Regions from separate parts of the Astyanax mexicanus genome. Here region 1 is linked to region 2. Evidence: chromatin contacts called from public Hi-C data. All regions are on one chromosome and are shown on one strand. Each heading gives the region's core, a stretch centred on a gene start, on an enhancer-like site or on the middle of the called end of the contact. The rest is flanking DNA. Distances are from core to core; before and after follow the strand shown.

Region 1 (4,686 bases), core at 1,665-4,164, 41 kb before region 2:
AGAACCTTGGCAAAACTTCATCCTGCAGCTCACGAGGTAGTCTATTGTGGATTATTGTGTAGGATTAATATTCTTCTGTAGAAGCCATCCTCTTTTCGGCTTCAGCTTCTTTACAGGTGATTTGACGTCCTTTCTATTCCTTTCTAAACTGACCTTATTATATTACAGTGTTAATCCCTTAATCCCTCAATCAGAACGGAACACAGAAGGCCAACGATTAACATGAAAAGGGCAATAAAAGAGGAATTAGGCTGTCATTTAAATCCACAACAAGCAAGCAGTGACCTCTTGGTCATGAACACACACACACTTGTACACACGTGTATCACCTGACATACACCTGACAGCTGACATACAGGTGTTTCAGGGCTTAGTTTTCAGCTCTGATGTAGGATAAGAACAGGATATTAATAATGATTAATCTTGTATAAGTATAAGTATATATATAGCTTACCTCTGACAGTCTTTTTCATTAGACATTTCGCCTTCAGGAGCTTCATGCCCACCCAAGAGACTCATCTCCGCTCAGCCTGGACTCTCTACAGCTTCATTATACTGAAGCTCTGTCCTCAGGCTGCTGCTTTCTCTGTGACTTATTACACAAACCCCGCCCTTTACCTGGATTTACAACCTGGATTTACAGCCCTTGTTCAAATATGTACATGGAGAAGCAGGTGCATGGAAATTGTGCGTAATTAAACAGGTTAAATGTATTGGGATGCCTCAGAAATAAAAAGAATTAAAAATAGTTAATGCTGCTTTTGTTGTAATAAGTGGCTGTTGGAGCACTGCTGTGAGGATTTGATTGCCTTGATCCACCTCCTTATGCCACCATATACTATGGGTTCCACTGTCTTCATATCTCAGTTCTGGGGGGCTTTATACTCCCTTTTCCCATGCTTGGTGTTAGACAAGCTATGTCAGCAATGGATGCAACTTAAAGTTGATGAAATCTTTCATTTAAAGGGGTGTTCACATTAGGAAATATGGGGTCAGGTTCCTGAAAAGGGATTAACTCTGGTCTTGGACTGCACTGCATTTTAAAACGTTCTCATTTTCATGTGATCAAGTGATCTGTAAATGCACCCTGCAATAGGGTCCCAACACCCCTAAAAATAGGAGAAACAAGTCTTACATTTTAGTAATGTTTAAATCACAGAAACTAAAAATGAATATTTTAACAACAATAAAATACAGCAGCTGTCCCAAAATTCCTATTTTTAATTATTTATATTAACCCATATAATAGAGAATGCAGCTGCTACTCTGGGAGGAATGTTTGATAGATACATATCTAAACATGTGTTTATGTACCCAGATATATTGCCTTTTTAAATTTTATTTATAGTAAATAATGACATTAACATATATACATTTTACATATAAATATGTACAGTATGTATATTAAAAAAGAAGTCCTACATCTTCAGATTTTATCCTAGAACTGAACTGGTGTGTTTTAATAAATTATTGTCTATTAAACTGAAAAGACAGCTTTTATCAGCAGGTGGAGCTACAGGCTCAGGATTCGAACAGTGTACACATGTAAATGTCTCTTTTGGACAGCCAATTTAATTCATTATTAAAACTGCATGTCTAAGGATAGTTAATTTAAACATGTTTAATGAGTAGTCCAGCACAACACCAGCGTCTGCTCAGAACTATTACCATTCAAAACAGCATGCTTATCTGTGTTAAAAAATATGTTATAGGTGTCTGATAGTCAAAGCTATCTATACTAGCGTTAGCATCATCACCAGCATCCCATGCTTCATAATGACCCACCTGGGGCCCTAGGCAGCTGTCTAACCTTTGCTTAGTGCACAGTGCGCTCCTGACTAATAGGTTATTTATGAAATATTAATTATCACATTCATAAACTGTATATTTGACCTGAAAAAATGGGGGTTTCGAATTCCACATGCCACTTTTGCATAGAAAGTTTGACCCAAAAATCTGTAAAACTGAATCTAAGCCTGATGATATCAGTCAGGAAAATTTTATTTGGGACAAAATAACTCAAAAAGTATTATTAGGTAATCATAATTTAATTGAAACTTTTGTGGCTTCAACTTTCTTCTGCATCAAACTGTATAATTAGTACTAATGTAAAAAAAAAAAAACCAATATGTACAACAATGTATTTGTGTTAAAAAATATTATCGAAATTTAGAATTTTTTTTAAGCATATTTTGTATTTAAAACATATTGTCAAATGAATGCTAACTTCTGACTTGTCCAGAATCTATCAGTTAATATGTAAGCTCTTAACCAATGAATTGTTTGCTAATTATTGCGTCTCGTTTTTAAACAATATATGATTTTTTAATATTATATATATTTTTAAAATGTATTATTTTTTACAATACTAAAATAGTACAGTATAATATAATAATAATATTTAGTTTATTTTTTTCCCAGGCAGTTTACTGCCTAATTTTGTACACTGGGTTTTGTACCATTTTCGGTTATTGACTGGACCTAAAGAGATTAAATTGCAAAAATGGGACAAAGGACAAAAAATGGGAGTGTTCTAAAACTTTTGACCGGTAGTGTAGCAGAAGAGCAAAAATAACAGAACAGAGAAGAGAGTGATATAAAGATATAATGATATAATCTATGGCTAATGTAAAAGCAACTCATAATCTATGAGAATGTGAGTAATAAAAAACACATATGAAGCCAATAGAAGCTGTGTAGAAATGTAATCAGAATGAGAGACTAATAATACAGACCAGGGAACCTGTCTTTCTCTCACACTCAGAGCAAATGATAGATATGAATGGATTTATAATGGGTGTAATCTGTTTAATGGGTTATAATGGTTTATAATGGTTTGTAAATGAGTCTATGATGTCATTAAATTCAGACTGGCCCTTTAAGAACTCGATGTTCATCTCAGCCAATCAGCGAGGAGCAGTGTCGTTTGCGGAAGTAGTAGCTCGGTGTGTTTTTGTAGAGCTGTAAACCTGCAGTAAAATACAAATATTAACCTTATTTTAGATAAATAACCGAAAGTTTAACATGTAGAAATGACCACAGCACTTGCAGCTTATTTTAGCGCTTGAAAAGCCTCAGTCTGGGATCGGGATTTGATTTCTGTGTTGGATTTTGTAGCGGAGAAGAGGAGAAGAGGAGAGTTAGACAACCCTAAATCTGATTAATGATAATAATGGAGCTGTCGACTGGTGAGTTTTATTAAATAATAGAAGCTTTAAACACGTTTTATTTTATATTAGCTCATATATCAATTCATTTCTGTCCTGAGTTAGCTAAACCCTTTCTTCTCCAGTAAGTTTGTTTATCTATGCCAAGAAAACTTCCTCATGGTGAAATGTTTAGCCTAAAATGATACAAGTGATACTATTAAACTATTAGATTAAACTTTTAATATAAAAAAAACTCTAATTCAAGCTCTCTATAATAGCTATTTTACTAGTAAAAACGTACAGTAGATACGTACAGTATTTCAGGTATCAGCTATGAAATGTTTGCTAGTAATAATATCAGATCTATAACTACATATTATTATACAGCTCTTTGATTTTACCAAATTAATATCCTCTTAAATATAATAAAGAGGAAGATGGATGATCACAAGCCATGAAAGCAAACTGAACTGCTTGTCTTTTTGCACCAGGAGTAAAGGCATAAAGTTATCCAAAAGCAGTGTGTAAGACTGGTGAAGGAGAACATGCCAAGATGCATAAAAACTGATTAAAAACCAGGGTTCTAAAACCAAATATTGATTGAAACCCAAATCCACTCACAGACAGATGATCTTAGACGATTGAAAGGGTTTAACCTGCTAATTCATAGTACTCTTTCATTCCAGATGTGGATGCTGTGGTCGGGAACATTGGAAAGCTGCCATCAGAAGTGTTTTCGGAGACAGTAAGAACTAAACATATTTATTCTGCTTTTTTTTTTTATAATGTCTTTTAGATGCAGCGTTTTTTGTATTTAAGTAATTAAATCCTAAATCTCTTTAAGCCTGTTTGGCAATATGATATATTATTATTTAGGCTACAGATATGATGACAATCTTTTTTATTTCTCCAGTGTCATGAGATTCTGCTTCATCTTCAAGGAAAGACCAGTGCGGTAGACTTGGTGGAAAACTGTAATGTAAGTTTTTTTGTCCTATATATATTTGGTTTCGCAAAATTGCACAATATTGACTGTGTGTTTGTGACTGTTGTCTCTTTTTGAAATAGAAATTTCAAAGAGCAGGAGTAAACCTTGACTGGAAATCAGCCCAGGATGTTATAAGGCTGTTGTCATTTCATTTTAGGTAAAGTACATCTGTCTTTATTTTTACTAAATTAAATTGTGTTATTTCTCCATACAGTTATGTCATCCTTACCTTTACTAACTTTCTTAGGAGACAAATTTTGGATGTCTGTTATTTGAAGTCATGTGGAAAATGATGTTCTGGGTTCCCATTTGTCCTGGAAAATCTGAAAATTCAAAGATTTGTTGAAAAATGAAAAAACATTCTGGAAAGGTTTAGCTGTATAGTCACAGAGATTTTTTTAGCATCTAATGCTTTATTAGTGTTTATATTGCTGTACTGGCTTGTCACAATAACTGTAACCTATTGTGTATCACAATAAAAAAAATTAAATGCTTTAAAAAAGGTCCTGGAAAATGTTTTGCTAAAAATAGTTAAAACCATGAATCCTG
Region 2 (4,919 bases), core at 459-2,958:
AGTGCCCTAAACAGACTACAGTGGAAGGGTGGTTCTTGGCCTTGTGGTATTTTATATTTTTATATTAAGTTAAAATTGACTTTTTCTTTTTGACTAATTGTTACATTTTTCATTGTTATATATTAATGTATTTGTGGAAAATGAACAAAAAATGGTGAATTTGATATATTCAACATATATTCTCATCAGAACATAGGTTGGATTGAGGATGGTTTTATCGGTGATTATAGAATGTGCTGTAAAGATCTGCTGCTTCTTAATTGTGCTTAATTTAGGTAACGTAGGCTTTAACCAGTAATTCATGCTTAAAATATTTGTTTCCTTTCTAACAAAAAAATGCATTGTATGCTGTTTTGTTGGTGTTGTGTATGTTGCTTTAAACTTGTATTATGAAATAATTATTTTTGTCTCTAACAGCCTCTAAATTAGACCCTGCAAGTTCTATGCAGTTCTATGCAAAAATATTTTCTTCTTTGCCTAAAAATATGATGCTGGGAAAAGCATATATATTTACTGTATGTAATGTAAAGATTTCAGTATATACACTACCGGTCACAAATTTTAGACCACCCCCTTTTTTTTTTCTTTTTTTTTTTACCATTTTCCTGTTTTCTACACCTTCAGAAGACTCTTGAAAACTGGAGAAAACTGGTACAGCTAGAGGTCTGGCTGACCCACATGGAAACAGCTTTAGCCTTTAGCTCAGCTTAACATGATTGGACTAAGTCCCAGTTTCAGCAGCGAAGAGAAGGGAAGAATTAGAGTTAGTCTGACAGGTGAAGAACTGCAGTGATAAGTCATTGATAAGATAAAAAGCAGCTTTTCTGGTTTATACAGCACTGCTGTTACTGGACTACTTAAAGAAATAGGGGTGTTCTAAAACTTTTGGCTGGTAGCGTATGTACAGACCAATCAGCCACAGCATTATCAACAAGTGGGGCACTGAGTGGTTCAACGGGCTATAAGCGCTGCCACTATGATCGGGAGATCTCTGGTTTGGATCCCGGTCATGCAGCTTGCCATCAGCTGACAAAGACCCTGGGAGAGCACACTTGGCCTTGCTCTCTCTCTGGGTGGGTAGATGGCGTTCTCTCCCTTCTTCACTCCTAGGGTGATGTTGATCAGCTTTAGGCATCTGTGAGCTGATGTATCGAGTCGCTGTGTCCTCTGAGGCTGTCTTCATATGTATCGGAGGAGGCATGTGCTAGTCTTCACCCTCCTTGTGTTGTTTTATCACCAGCGATGGAGGAGATACAGCTGAGTTGCAGCTAAAAGGGAGAAATTGGGAGAAAAACATGAGAAAATATAAATAAATTAAAAAAAACATTATCACTACCTGCCTAATATTAAGTAGGCAGAATAGTTAGGTAGCACCAACATGTTAGCGTTATATATCTTTAGACAGATGACAGTGGATGAAGATAGGTGTGTTAATGTTATGGCTGATATGCACATTGAACAGTCAGCGTTTTGAAACTGTGTAGAAGGTCAGATTATTTTCCTGGCATCTAGTCAGTAACGATTTCAAGGCAAAGACTGAAAATGTTTTGTGGTAGAATGTAAGAGGATTTGCTGTGTGTATTCTCTGACCCTGTGTGTGTGTATATGTGTGTGTGTGTGACAGTAATGGAGAGGGCAGGAAGAGGACACTGTCTGGCTGCAGCAGTGACTCGCTGGTGGTCGTGACTCCACGCAGAGTGTCCTGGCGTCAGAAGATCTTTCTCCGAGTGGCCTCGCCCATGAACAAGGCTGCGGCGTCCACGGCTGGTGTGTAAATACACACAGAGAAGTGTGTGTACAGACACAACATGACCACTTTTCTACCCAACATCATGCTGTTTACAGTCAATAGTATAGAGCAAACCATGTGCTTTTTAAGAATGATTGTCAGTATAGTAGAGATCTGTGTAGAGAATGTACAGCTCATTCCTGAGCTCAGGGTTTTGTTCACAATAGACTATTTCTTCAGTGTAAAGCAGGAGTTTTCTCAGCCCGGGAACCACAGATTGCTCAAACCACATTCGTAGATTGTCAGAGATGAATCTCATCCACATTTAAAGGACTATTAGGGAATATTTTTTTTCTGTAGTAACCCATAACTTAAAGAAATATGTGTTATATTTAGACACCGCCATTCCCCCAGTCTAACTTCCACACTCAGGGTTGCCAAGTATAGACAGCAGGCTAAAGAGTGTGCTACAGCCATGGAAACAGGAGAGCTAGCTATTTTTCTGCTAAACAGGTAATCACTGAGCTTCAGTAAGGTTGCTGACCATATTTACCACCACCATTAGTTTAGGACAGACAGGCATTTTGGACATTGCAATCTGCAATGAAAGCATTGTGTAATTAGAGGACTCCTACTATTACTGATATTCAGTGATTTAATATGTAATCTGTTGAGTTTGGGCACTTATGGACACTTTGTGAGTGTAAACTTTGTGAGTTAGCCATTTGCCCAACTCCCACTGCTCTTCTCTCTCCAGCACTTTGTGCTATGCGGTACTGTTCCCAATTAACAATTAGTCGACAATGAAATTTGTAGTTGATTTGTTATATTGACTTACAGTTGCATTGTACAGTTGCATTGTAGACTTATTAGCATTGTGGCAAAAAATAATTGAAATGCTAAATAAAACAAGATTTACGTTTATGTAAAGTATTTGTATTCTATTTAGTTAAATAATTTATTAAAAATGTTTTTTTTTAATTTATTTTTTTTAGACATGGATGGCCATGAGCTGCTGCCACTCTCTCCTTGTGCCTTAGACCCCAGGCAGGACGCTCTGGCTGGACTGCTGCCCTCAGAGCAAAGCACAGGAGGAGAGACAGGCTGTCGCACTCCAGCTGATTACAGAGCACTATGGAAAAAAGCCATCCACCAACAGATCCTTCTTATTCGCATGGAGAAAGAGAACCAGCGACTGGAGGGTAAGTGTCATATACATACACATACACATACACATACACACACACACACACACACACACACTTACATACACACAGGAACACATCAATCAGACCGTGTTCCAATTTCTATTACATTTCTGTTACTGCCTTTCCAGAAAAATTGAGGCTGTTATTGAAGCAATGGGGAATAAACTTTCTGTTAATACACCCAATTTTTGAGCCAGCTTTAAAGGCACACTATGTAACTCTTGGTTGGTTTTCTTACAAAATAGTTGTGCTGCTGTTCCTCCTGTTCCTCCCCATCCATGCATTATTGTTCTGAGCACAGCAGGCTGACAATTTTTTCATAAGTTTTATGGCTTATAAATGTGACTAGATGTTGTATTGGTTTCTGATTCATGCACCTCATTGTAAAATACATTTGAAACTTAATCTTTGAGTTTAATATTTAGTAAAAAATCTTGAAACTTGCAGAAAAAGAGAGAAATGTTTTTAATGTCACTTAAATCTGCAACATCTGCAGGATCTGTTGCTTTTTCCATTCGGACAATGCTTGCCCAAGGTTCACTTCTTTCTCTGTCAAGAGCTCTTCCTGTTCCTTGCTTTTCCGACATTGATTTTCGCTGTTTTCTCACCCCTAGCTCATAGCCTGCCTCTTACTCTCTACACTCTGTCCCTAGTATTTACAGACTCTCTCATGATGCCTAAAAATTGTGAGCCTGTGGGTTCGGATTGAGGGCTCCTGAACCTGCAAGCATGTTTTTTCCCCTACAGACCACAAGGGCGGCCATGAACACCAACATTTGCCCTGTAATGACTTATTTAATCATCTTAAATAGTATGAAACATGTTGAATAATTAAAAAAAACATTGCATAGTGTGGCTTTAAATCTCACTAAGAAGCTATAATAAATACAAAAATGGAATTGCTCAATTGAAAAAGCACTTTACAAAGTGGTTTTTACTTTACAAATGGTTGAAAGTGGAAACTTTTCATATAAAAATACATTTTGCAACAAACAGTCAAAATGTTAAAGTAGCATTACGCATTTTTAGAATTGGAATTGTGTGCTCTTGGGCTCCCCCTTCAGTCAAAAAGTGGAATTCTTGCTTTGAGTCACTGAAATCCCAAAAACTATACCAGAAGTACTGGATTTAGCACCATCATTCCAGAGAACATGGTTCCACTGCTCAATGCTTGGGGCTTTATACCACTCCCTTTAGCTCGTGGCTCTCATTATCATCATCATGCAAACAGGTGCATACTTTTTACAGACACCTGGTTCGGCTATGTGTTCATTTTAAAGTACGTAGAGTAATGCATTAATTAAAAGTGTAATCCACAAACATGTGTACCAATGGTATATATATTGATTATGTTGTGCTTTGTTTTTTTTTCTACCACATGCCATACATACATACACTCTCCCACTTGTATACATGCCCATGTTCCACCATCCCTGCCCTCATACACACCCTCTCAAACATAAGCTCAACCCATGATTTCATCAGCTGCATGTTTATCTGGGGCTCGGCATACTGTATGTTCTGTTATCACTATAGAGTGTGAAGCTCCATACGCTGCAGCAGAGGCCCAGAGCGGGCACGGCCATATCAGCTCCAGTGAATTCTGCTACAGGCTGTTTCTGCCTTTATCCTGTTGTTAGTGGGTCAAGTGTTATTGCCCCTGTTTGGGATTCTGGGCCAAAGATATATTTAGATTGGAATGTATGAGCACATTTTTATTTTAGTGACCCCTGAATGCAGGGATGAGTTTTCCCAGAAATGAGTTTGAGTGCATTCGTGTTAAAAGTGTGTAAGTGGATTTATTAAAGCTTAACTCTCTCGCATGCAGTGATTTTTTTTTTTTTAATGTCAGATTTACTATTATAGACAAATTACAAATCATTAAGCGTAGAAGTCTACCTGGTGAGTGTATAGTTGCGCTGAGTCCTTTTTTTTTATCTACCGTATATATTTATTGCACTATAAATATATTTATATATTTT

What was found. Hi-C and Micro-C count contacts between places; a contact is called where the count stands out from the background.
Region 1: a Hi-C map of blood shows a contact between it and region 2, with 1.9 times the contacts expected there. The contact joins the promoter of commd6 here to the enhancer-like site in region 2. A contact is called at or near these places in 3 of 3 Hi-C or Micro-C datasets (blood and muscle).

What each region holds. Positions count from the first base shown.
Region 1 is chr11:4,976,122-4,980,807 of AstMex3_surface, reverse strand. commd6 (COMM domain containing 6) reads left to right here and starts at 2,914. Exons shown (of 7, transcript XM_007227788.4): 1 at 2,914-3,188; 2 at 3,836-3,894; 3 at 4,063-4,128; 4 at 4,218-4,294. The coding sequence starts at 3,164. grtp1b (growth hormone regulated TBC protein 1b) reads right to left here and starts at 558. Exons shown (of 8, transcript XM_007227790.4): 1 at 455-558. The coding sequence starts at 519.
Region 2 is chr11:4,933,385-4,938,303 of AstMex3_surface, reverse strand. It overlaps tbc1d4 (TBC1 domain family, member 4), which reads left to right. Exons shown (of 19, transcript XM_022680621.2): 11 at 1,625-1,767; 12 at 2,725-2,931. Among protein-coding and RNA genes, the nearest start is that of tbc1d4, 36 kb to the left of the region's middle. Within about 2 kb of position 1,708, the one cell type or tissue checked has an H3K27ac peak away from gene starts, as active enhancers do.